Linked DNA regions of Zea mays: region 2 is linked to region 1. A link is a contact called in public Hi-C data. All regions are on one chromosome and are shown on one strand. The core of a region is the stretch at or near the end of the contact, and the rest is flanking DNA. Distances in the headings are between cores, read along the strand shown.

Region 1 (5,303 bases), core at 2,305-4,804:
TTATCGGATGTCTCAAAGAGACCAATATAAAAAAATATAACCGTTTTATTCTATTCCTTCTTATACATCTAACTAAACACATCATAAATAAGTGGCCTAGAGTGCATGCACTTGTGCGTGAGTTTTTGCGATGAAGCGGCGGCAGTCTCGGACTTCTCTTGCGATTGCAATAATGTCAGATATTGAATTATTAGCTTCCAGCTCGACGAGATTATCGCAAGAGACGTCACCGGTTTAAACAACTGAAGGCCTGTCTGCCATGAATAGCATTTGGGAGTCTCGTGCGAATTAGCATCTGAGCTACTCCTTGTCCTTGCTTCTCATAAACTATCGGCTCATACAGACGTTCAGGTGTCTTGAAATATAACGTAAACAGTAACGATAAAGATTCACGCTCGATTACTAACAAGTTTAAATAGAACAATATCAATTTCTAGTGTGATATCTAATTATAATTAGAATTAAACAAACATGATTTAATATTATCGGTTACCGTTTATATTACAAATACGTTAACTAAACAGCACCTCAGTTGTACCCTATTGATCGGTGTGATGCCATGGAAAACTCGCAAAATAGGGCCATTCGTTGATCCGATCCAATCGTTTGCTCGCTCCAAAGGCATATGGAAAGCAAGGGTGCAGTATCATCCATATGTATATATATTAGCATACTTCCGCATCCGAGAGAGTTGGTGTACTGAATAATGTGTAGCTGAAAACAATTTGTTTGTTGACCGAATCGCACGCTCCTCCCCTCCAAACTTCCCGGCGAATGAAAACAAAGTGAAATGACAGACCGACGTTTTTGTTTTAACAAAGCATCTGAACACGTTTGGTCGTTTGGGGAGAACAGAAGTGCAGAGATGTGTATCCAGTGCAGTTCTCTGGGTACTTATTCGCTTGATTGGTTGCGGCGTCCTACCTGCTCAGGCTCGCGGCGGCATGCGTTGACCAGCCGCGATAAGTTGTTTGGTTGTCGCACCCCACGCCCTCCGGCCTGCATGCGCGCATGCAATTTAGTGAATTTTCATATTCAGCCTACATGCATGGAGAAGCTAGAAATTACCTTCTCTGGGGGATCAAGCCCGCACAAGTCAGGCGTCTGATGTATCGGCAACCAATCAGCCTCTATGTGATTTCGCGTTTATTATCCGCGTGTTTGCATTCCCTCTATTCTCGGAGTCCCAAAGACCCAAAGCATGCTATGATTGGTTGGGATCAAGATCCGCTAACGTTAGATGAAGACACTGACGCATGAACACCGTATGCGATAGGGCTACACCTACAGTTACGTTAGTGGATCCACGTTCGTTTGGTTGACGTATCATCTCACCCTGGCTCACGGACATGCAAAAGGCGCACCTTAGCTAGGCTGCGCGGGAACGTATGGTGACTACTAAACTCGTACAACAACCAATCAAACGGAATGATGATTAGAATCTTCCACGATTCCACCTCACTAGCAGCAGGTTCGGTTGATTAAGCTATTGTTGTGGATGCGCTAGCATGTTCGACGAAATTAATAGAAAAATGTACATATATCCTATATGTCTATATCTGTAACATTAAATATTTTGTCAAATTCACCATGAATATATATATATCTCGATTATAGTGCATTTATTTAGTGTTGTAGATGTCAATATATATCTATAAGACTAGTCAAATAAGTTACAGAAGTTTAATTTAGCACAAAACTAAAATGACAACAGCTTTAGGAATTTCACACAAAATCTTCTAGGAAATCTCACACCGGCCGGTCAGTTCAATCTGGCACGACGAAAAGGCACGGTATCGACACACTAAAACTCGCACAAATTCCAGATTAGAAAACTGAAGGTCTCAACTGCAGATGCTCTCCTGCTATATATACAAATTGAATAAAGCTAAACAGGGGAGACAATTTCTTTTTTTTAAAAAAACATCCGCGTTGTGAGTTTGTGACAACGCGCGCAGCAACCCCAACAGAAACATGTGGAGAAATAGAGGAGCAGAAAAACACTAGGAAATACGGGAGACACACACCATGGTGTACGAAGAGTACAATGTCCATGCAGTGCAGCATCACTTTCCAAAGTAGTATTTGGAGTATTAGTACACAGTATCCGATCCCTGGTACTAAACATTTTTTTTAAAATTTTTTCCCCTCGGATTTGACCTCGTGAACATTGCATGCAGAACCAAGAGTGTACCCACCTTTTTCTTAAAAGGAAAACTGTGGGAGGAGAGAGCTGATCGAGCAGAGAACCCAGTTAATAATTCGTATCTTAGAGATAACATCCGAAATGCAGGCATGGTGCGTATAAATGAATGCACCAGCCAGCAGATGATCGTCACAAGTTGAGAAGAAGAAATCAATGGCAGTCAGTAGGATCCAGCCGCTCTCCGGTCACCTCCACCCACGCGCCGCTACTGATCCGGCTGCGGCTGCCGGGAAGCAGCAGCAGCAGCAGCAGGTGTACACGGTGTGGATGAAGTCGCTGGTGCTGAGCGGGCACGGGTGCACCGTCTACGGGGAGGACGGCCGCGTGGCCTACCGCGTCGACAACTACGCCTGCAGCCGCAGCCGCGAGGTGTACGTCATGGACAGTGACGGCAGGACGCTGCTCAAGCTGCTCAAGAAGGTGAACGCACGCATTGCTGTATTGTTTTCCGTCCTTCTCTGACGACGAACGTAGCTAACAGCCTAACACTAACACTCGTTCTCTCCCTCCCTGCAGAGCTTCGCGGCGGTCGAGACATGGACGGGCTACTCTTACGGTTCCGCCGGCACTGCGCCGGCGGCAGGCCTGGGGCAGGAGGGCTCCGCCAGGCCATGGTTCAGCGTCCGGAAGGCGCCCCACCGGATCCTGAAGAAGAAGATGAAGAAAGGAGGGCAGCAGGAGCAGAACGGTGGCGCTGGCGGGGCTGTGGCGACGGCCTGCGTCGTCGGCGGGGACGTCGTCTACAGGATCGACGGCGCGCCGCGCAAGTCGGAGTTCAGGATCAGCGGCCCCGACGGCGAGGTCGTGGCGGAGACGAAGCGGAAGCAGACGGAGGCAGGGGTGGCGCTGGGAGAAGACGTCCTCAGCCTCACAGTCACAGTGGGCGGCGCTTCAGCGCACGCAGACCGCCTGCTCCTTGTCGGGCTCGTGGTCGTTTGCGGCCTCCTCGCCCGCTGCATCTGAATCTCACTGACGGTCGTCGTCTTCTGGACCTCTAGACGTTTTTGCACTGCTTGCAGCTGCACTGTTTACTCGATGAACACCTTCCATTCCTTTACAGTTTCCTTTTATTTTGCTAGAAACAGTCCCCCCCCCCCCCACACACACACACACAAAGCAGATGAAGGCTACATGTTTTTTTTTAGGAAGAAAGTCCACTTTCTTTCTTTACTTCAATTTTTGTCCATCGGCTGTGGAGTGTGGACTAGTGTTGTGAGTGGTATGATACTTTCTTTCGATGTAATTTCACAAATGTTCAACGAACGATGCGTTTTTCTCATCGTTTTTTTTTTGCCATTTAAAACCATGCTTTTAATATGAAGGGAACACACTGTTGGGCGTTGGCTAACTGTAGATCGCAGCACATTACCCGAATCCGAGCAATCATCATTTTTCGCCTTTCTTCTACCTCCCGACTCTCTGGCCTCTCCTGACTCTGCCCCGCCTCATCACTCCCATTCCACCGACACGCGGACGCGGCGTGTCGCGCGCCTCCGCTAAAACCGTAGCCCGAGGCCCGATGGCCGCCCCGCCGCAACCGCACCCACAGGCAGCGGAGGAGAGGGCCGCGCCGGCGGTTCCCCTGCCCACTGCCCCGGCGGGTCCGCGGCCGTACGACGTGGCGGTCGCGGCGGCGGAGCTCCGGCCGGTAGACTGCAACCTCGCCGCGCTCTGTGACCACGTCCAGGCGGAGGGGTTCGGGTTGGGGGCCTTCTCCGACCTCGTCGTGGAGGCCGCGGGCGCCACCTACCGCCTCCATCGCCTCATCCTCTCTCGTAGCGCCTATTTCAGGTGAGCTTTAGAATGCTGAACCTTGGCGCTCTCGCCGCCTTCGATTCCTTGGGGATTGAAGTGCCTACTGCGGTCTGATCGTCTGCAACTTCTCATAGTACTTATTAATTGGATTTCTATATGGACATTTTTGTCTTGGTTGAGACGTCTCCATCTCTCTCCTGTGAAATTTCCATGCGCTTTGATCCCTATTAAAATGTTTAGTGTATCCTTACCAAGTGATTAGGATTCTGGTCTCTTTTTGTCAGCAAAAAGTTACAGCCTGCAATTAGCATGCCAATTAAGATCTTACCCTCTTACAGAATATGTTAGATCTTCATTTACTCTATATATCATAGTGCATCCTTCGATGTCTAGTTTTCTCTATGACTTTCAGATTTCCATCTATGCCACGAATCATGACTGAAGCTAAAATTGGTCTAATAAAAGTCGGGAACTACCCACTACATAATTTTTCTGTTGAGATTCCAAGGCCAGAATTTGTGGATGGAGGTATAGCCATCAACCAATAGCTTGGCACATGAAAAATGAATTCATAATGGTTATGGTCCTTGCATCTTTGCTTGGTACTTGAATTGGACTTTGGTGCTCTGCTCTTGTAGTTGCCATGGATATGCATTGCTTACTTATCACTTGGCCAAACAAATGTAAACTTGTATATAATTATGATAGAAGTATCCAACATTGATTGCCTAATCCATTCTCTGTGTGTTTGTCTGTCAGCACAGAAGTCGCTCTCTTTCTGCAACCAAACTTTTACCTTTTGCTGTTTTCTTACATCAGTTCCCTACTACCACGTAGAATTTTCATGTATATTAAAATAAGTAAAATTATTAACAACTTATGTATAATGATGACTGGAAGGAATATGCTACATGGTCCTTGGAGAGAGGCGGGAGCACCCACAGTGGTTTTGCACATAGATGATGCCAATGTTGATTCAGAAGCAATTGCAATTGCGCTTGCATATCTTTATGGGCAAGCCCCCAAGCTTAATGATAACAATGCATTCCGGGTTCTTGCAGCTGCATCATTTCTGGATCTTCAGGTCTACTTGTCCCATTTTAATCATTTATTTATAATTTTCCTTTGTGCCTCGTCGTGCTGTATTATTTTGTCTCACATATGATATGTTCAATTGTAGGACTTGTGCACGATATGTACAGATTTTATTATTTCTGAGCTTTGGACATCGAACTTTTTACAATATCAGGTAAGTTCAATACTACTATGTTGAGTCAGATCAGATTTATTGAGCACTAAAATATCCACATTATTCTCCTTGATCATTTTTTGTTGGTTTCAA
Region 2 (5,380 bases), core at 919-3,418, 160 kb before region 1:
GACGCCGCGGCGCACGCCAGCATCTCCGTCGTGCACCTGCCCACGCACTGCAGCTCCTCCGCCTCCCCGTCACCGGCGCTTGGCGCCGCGGCGGCTACCAGACCGCGGCAGGCCGCCGTTGGCACCCGCGTGGCCGCGATGAGGACGACGGCGAGTGTCAGCCACGCCCACGCGGCGAGCCTCCCGGTGGCAACGGCCATTGGTGATGGGTCGCGTAGCGTAGGTGCTCCTACGCGACGTGGTAGGACGTGTAAGGACGTAACGCAGTGCGCGTACCAGGATGTCAGTGTGTACGAGTAAGTAGGCCAGTAGGGTTTAGTTTGCTGTTCGGAGGAAAACGAAAGTGCCGTGAAGAAAAGGGACTACAACACCGTGATAAAAGGCCAGGTAGATGGGCTTTGCCGATGGGCCTGCAGCCCACGCTGCGAAGGGTCCATGGTCTCTCTCATGGGGACCATGACCAGCAAGCAAAGCAGCCCACGCTAATAATCCGGAAGCCTCTGCTTAACGCCAAGACCGAACAAGAACACAAACAATGTCTAAGCTGTGGCGACTTTACGACTGCACTGCACATGAGTAGAGTAGCTAGGACTGGTTCACAAAAGAAAAAAAAAATCTGAGAGGTAGAGGAGTGGGGGCCCACAACGTGGTCGGTGCATCGTGCGTGTCAGGGCGATGCTGGCCAAGATCTAGAGACCATGTGGGTGGGTAGAGAGTGGGACGGGCGTGAGATCCAAGGTGCCCGCCTCGCGTCGCCACGGGAACAAAGCTGCCATTTCTCACTAACCGACGCCCCATCATGTTTTACCTTTATTACTTTTTTTTGTGATCTGTATTCGCAGAAGAAAAATTGGTTAGCAAGCAAACTCGTAGTATGTTATGGCTATTTTCACCGGGCTCCTATTGGGCTGCTGCGCTGCTATGTACACAGAGATGCTACACCTCCGAAGGTTATTTGTGGGATTGGAGTCCGACTCGGAGGATTGCGACGACTGGAGGCCGGCGATGTATAATAAATCATTAGTACTATGGTAGCGTTTGATTTCTGAGCCGGTTGGAATAAAACGGCTCCCTTCCCGAGAGCGGTTTAGTACATTCTATTTTGAATAGTTAAATGGTTTAACATTTCAACATAATTTTCTATTTTTAAAATCATTATGTTCTATATTAAATCAATCTAAACAACAACAAATGAGGAACAGAGCGACTCCGTTCCACTATACTTCGAAACAAAATGCTACCTAAGTGCCTAGGTAACATCGGAGAACAAGAGAACAATACAGGTAGGTAGTCCGTGCGTTTGTTTAGGCAAATAGATAGTAGTAGTAATGTATGTTTGTTTCGGCTTATAAATGATATAATCTAGATTAATCTGGATTATATAATCTAGATTATAATCTATATTATATAATCTAGATAAATTATAATGTATATGTAGTTGTTTTGTTACCTAGATTATACGAATACATATTATTAGATTATTAGAGGCAGGAAAGGGAGATAAGAATACCGCACTGTGGGGTGAAGGAGAGATGCCCGTGCGTTTACCATATGGGAAAGAGAATGGCATATTTTTTTAAATTTGCAAATATTATCATGTATGGTGGGTTTTTTATAAAAAATAATCCTAAATAAGCTCTTCTTAGTGAGATTTTGAGATTATAGTAATCTGGACTTTAAAATATATAATCTACACCTATAATCTACGTATTTGTTTACCTATGCTGGATTATATAATCTGGTTAGATTATAATATGAAGCAAACAGGGCTGTAGTTTAAACGCGGACAGTTTTTTTCATTTGCACCAATGCCTCCGGGGGGAAAAACGGGGCTATTATAGGTCGCCAATTTTCAGGATCCGATCCTCCACGCACGTACGAGCAGCAAGGCAGCACGCTATACAACGTGCTCCAGGCAACAAGCAAGCCGTGAGCGACAGAAACGAGGGTGATATTTTTGCTCTGGCACACACATTTCTTCATCTGCGGACACGTAAATATATTTAAAAAACAGCAGGAAAAGGAAAGCAGGTGAAAAAAAAAGGAGGGGCTCGCACGAGAGACGTGGTCCACCTGCCCACCGGGCGCCTACTGGGGGCGGTTGTTGTTGGTATATTTGCGGTGGCCGGGGACGGGTCAGCACCGCCTTCTTCTCACCAGCCCCTCTCGCCTCACGAAAAGGCGCAGGCCAAGGCCAAGGCCAAGCCGCCCCCTCCCTCCTCTCCTCTCCTCTCCTCTCCTTTCCTCTCCACTCTCTGGCAGCCAAAGGCGAGGCCGAGATCCTGCGCGCGGAGGATGCCTTCCAGGTCCATGAGCCGGCTGTCCGTCGAGTCCGCCTCGGGCAGCGGCGGCGGCGGCTGCCGGGAGGCCGAGCCGGTGCTCTGCGCGCCTCGGCCGCGCAGGGCCCAGCAGCAGCTGGTCCACGTCCACCCCCGCGGCGCCGACCTCATCCTCGGCCCGCCGCCCTTCCTTCTCAACGAGGTACCCACCACCACCGCCCTTGTGCCTGGAACCGAGAAAGCAATCTTGTCTCCAAGCTCTCCCCCGCTCACAACACAAACACGTTCTTTTCTCGCAGAGCAGCGAGGAGGGTCGGTGCAGCTGGGCGGCGTTCGGCGGCGGGTCGCCGCCGGCGCGCGCGGGCAACCCGCTGGTGCACGACCCCAGCTTCCTGCTGAGCCAGCGCCACCCCGCGGCGGACCCGCCGCTGGAGCTCGGCTTCTTCGACCACCTGATCCGCACCAGCAGCTACGTTCACCGGCCGACGCCGACGACGTCGTATACCAGCACCAGCAGCAGCGGCAGTAGCAGCAAGAGTAGTTTTGGCCCGTCGTCGTTCGCGCCCGCCGTGAGGATCCAGGGGTTCGACGTCGCCGCGTGCCGGAGCTCCCACAGCGGCGGCGGCGGCGCGGGCGGCCGCGTTCTGTCCGCCGCCCGCGCGTGAGCTAGCGGTCGAGCTCCATGGTGTGGAGGGGCAGGAAATCAAAGAGGGAGGAGGAAGAACCTTGTGTACAGATTATCTGTCTGATGAGTCGTGTTCGTGTCCGCTGTACTAATTGTGAACACCACCACGTAGCATAGCATAGCATATAGCATAGCATATCAAAGACAACTAGGTCGGTCGGACGGTCAGCGCTCGTGTTCTTGTAGCAGTCGAGCTAGCGACTAGGCTACCGCGCGCCATGTAACGTACGGTCCTGCAAACAATACTGCACGTATAAAGATGGAAACCGTGTACATACCTATACATGTTCGTACGTTCGATCGATCCATCGATCGAGACGCTGGATGCTCGGTGGCAAGGATAGAGTGATGGCGCGGTTCGATTCTGGGAAGAAGAGAGGAAGGACATGGTGCGTGCCGTGGTAGGCGGCGGGCGGAGCAAGCAAAGTGGTAGTTGGGTCTCTCCTTCGTCGTTGGTTCCGCTTCCGTCCTAGACTCTTCTGTCTCCTGGCCCCAGACGCGGACTTGCCGGGACTGAGAGTGAGATCTCCTCGTTCCTGACCGCCGCGCCACGACCAAGTGTGGAGGAGAGACAAGGAGAGACAGAGAGAGAGAGAGAGAAGCGTGGCAGCCACGTCGCGTGGGGGGGGGAGACGGAACGAAGCCCAACCGCAGCCAGCGCCCTCGTTCGTCTTCCCCGGCCGATCGTGAGGGGAGAGACCCAGCGACAGCCGACAGCGAAGAGGCCGGGAGTCAGTCAGTGCTCGTGCCGAACCGAGGCGGCAAGGTAAATAAAAGGGGGTGACGATGACGTGACGGCCGCTTGTCTTGCCCTCGCTTCTTCTCCTTACCGTGAGTATATACTGTGTACATATACTATACAACGTGTTCGCTTAGTTTTATCCACCTGTTGAGGTCCCGAGGTCCACTCTCAGTCGGCTGAACCTTAAGAGCCTAGGCGCGTACAATGAATGTTTTAAGTTGTATCATACAATCTCTTAGCTATCTTTTATACTTGGAAAAAAACCGAACTGATGTCTCAGGATTGTAGGATTGTACATGCACTAACAAGACATCAACATAAGATCCGAAGACGAACCGTTCAAGGATTCAAAGGTTGGCCCGAGGTGTCAACAGCTAGCTACTCCTACGATTAGTCTGGCCAGGCCTACATAATATACGGTATACAATTCAAATCTTGTCGCTGATGACTCCAGCTCCAGATCCAAAAGGCAGCAATAAATAAATAAATAAAGGCGGCGACCTTGTGTTTGGTGATTGTACGTGTTTGTGCTTGTCTGTCCCACTCGCTGTTCTGATGCATGCACCGCGCTCCCTGTCCCCCGGATTCCTGTCGCTGTCGGACCCCCATTTTCCTCCTTTTGTTTTTAGTTTCTTTTCTTTTGCAATTTAATTAATTGCGGTATATTTAGCTGGTACTACATGGTTGACGCTATCCTCCGGACCTAACTGCCACCGTGCTACGATCTCTTCGTCACCTGCGATCTCCTTTGGTGATAAAAGCGAGTGCCATCACTTGAGAACGTGCGTGGCCTTGCCAGGGTAGGAATAGGATAGCCGACTTGGATCACCCAAGCTATAAGCTAGCTAGCAAGCAACTGGTCCCCGTCACCGTTGAACCGGCCGCTACCCGTCTCGTTGCGTTTCCAAAATGATACATCCTGCGGGAACTGGTTCTGGTTGCGGATGTAGCGCGTTAGCAATGCGGAAATTAGAGATGGCAATGGGTAAATACTCACCAGGTATTACTACCTCATACTCATACCTACGACAAAAAAAATAACCCCACCGGGTCACCCATATACACTGGTGGGTATGAATTTACCCCCATACCCATATCCACAAAAAATAAACATCTATCAAAATATTATATTATACAAATATCAAGTATATCCATCTAAATACCATTACAAAATTTCTAGCATCATTTAACCGTCCATTCAACACACATTGGGTGAATTACATGTTTCATTACATGGTCATTAAACTGTCGTTAAGCCTTCTATGATATAATGGCCTAAAAGGTTATTAAATAGTAAAAAAGATGGATGACTGAAGTCTAAGTTCATGCTTGAGCTAAGTTTATATTAGGTATTTTATACCCACGAGTTAACGGGTATGGGTGAAGGTGGAACGTTCTAATACCCGTTTACCCATTGGGTGAAGATTTTTGCCCAATAACAGACCCACGGGTAGAATATTTAGCCCGCATACATACCATAATGGAGTAAATACCCATTGGATATCGGGTCGCGGGTACCCATTGCCATCTCTAGCGGAAATACTGCTGTTTTCCATGTTACAACGTCACACGCACGATCGACTTTGCCTCAACTGTGCAGTGCATGTAATAATAAATAAAGAAACGCCGCTCGAAACAAATACATATAACAAACACTATTCACGTGTCCCGTGG

The links. A called contact is a pair of places that touch in the nucleus more often than the background predicts.
Region 2: a contact with region 1 is called in a Hi-C map of leaf, with 6 times the contacts expected there. The contact joins the promoter of LOC100502467 here to the promoter of LOC103636319 in region 1. A contact is called at or near these places in 3 of 25 Hi-C or Micro-C datasets (ear, leaf and tassel).

Annotation. Positions count from the first base shown.
Region 1 is chr8:166,036,005-166,041,307 of Zm-B73-REFERENCE-NAM-5.0, reverse strand. LOC103636319 (BTB/POZ domain-containing protein) reads left to right here and starts at 3,554. Exons shown (of 13, transcript XM_008658671.4): 1 at 3,554-3,997; 2 at 4,862-5,045; 3 at 5,142-5,210. The coding sequence starts at 3,726. It overlaps LOC111590090 (U6 spliceosomal RNA), which reads right to left and starts at 22; the gene lies at 1-22.
Region 2 is chr8:166,190,241-166,195,620 of Zm-B73-REFERENCE-NAM-5.0, reverse strand. It overlaps LOC100502467, which reads left to right and starts at 2,168. Exons shown (of 2, transcript NM_001151696.2): 1 at 2,168-2,481; 2 at 2,579-3,220. The coding sequence starts at 2,296. The coding sequence ends at 2,944.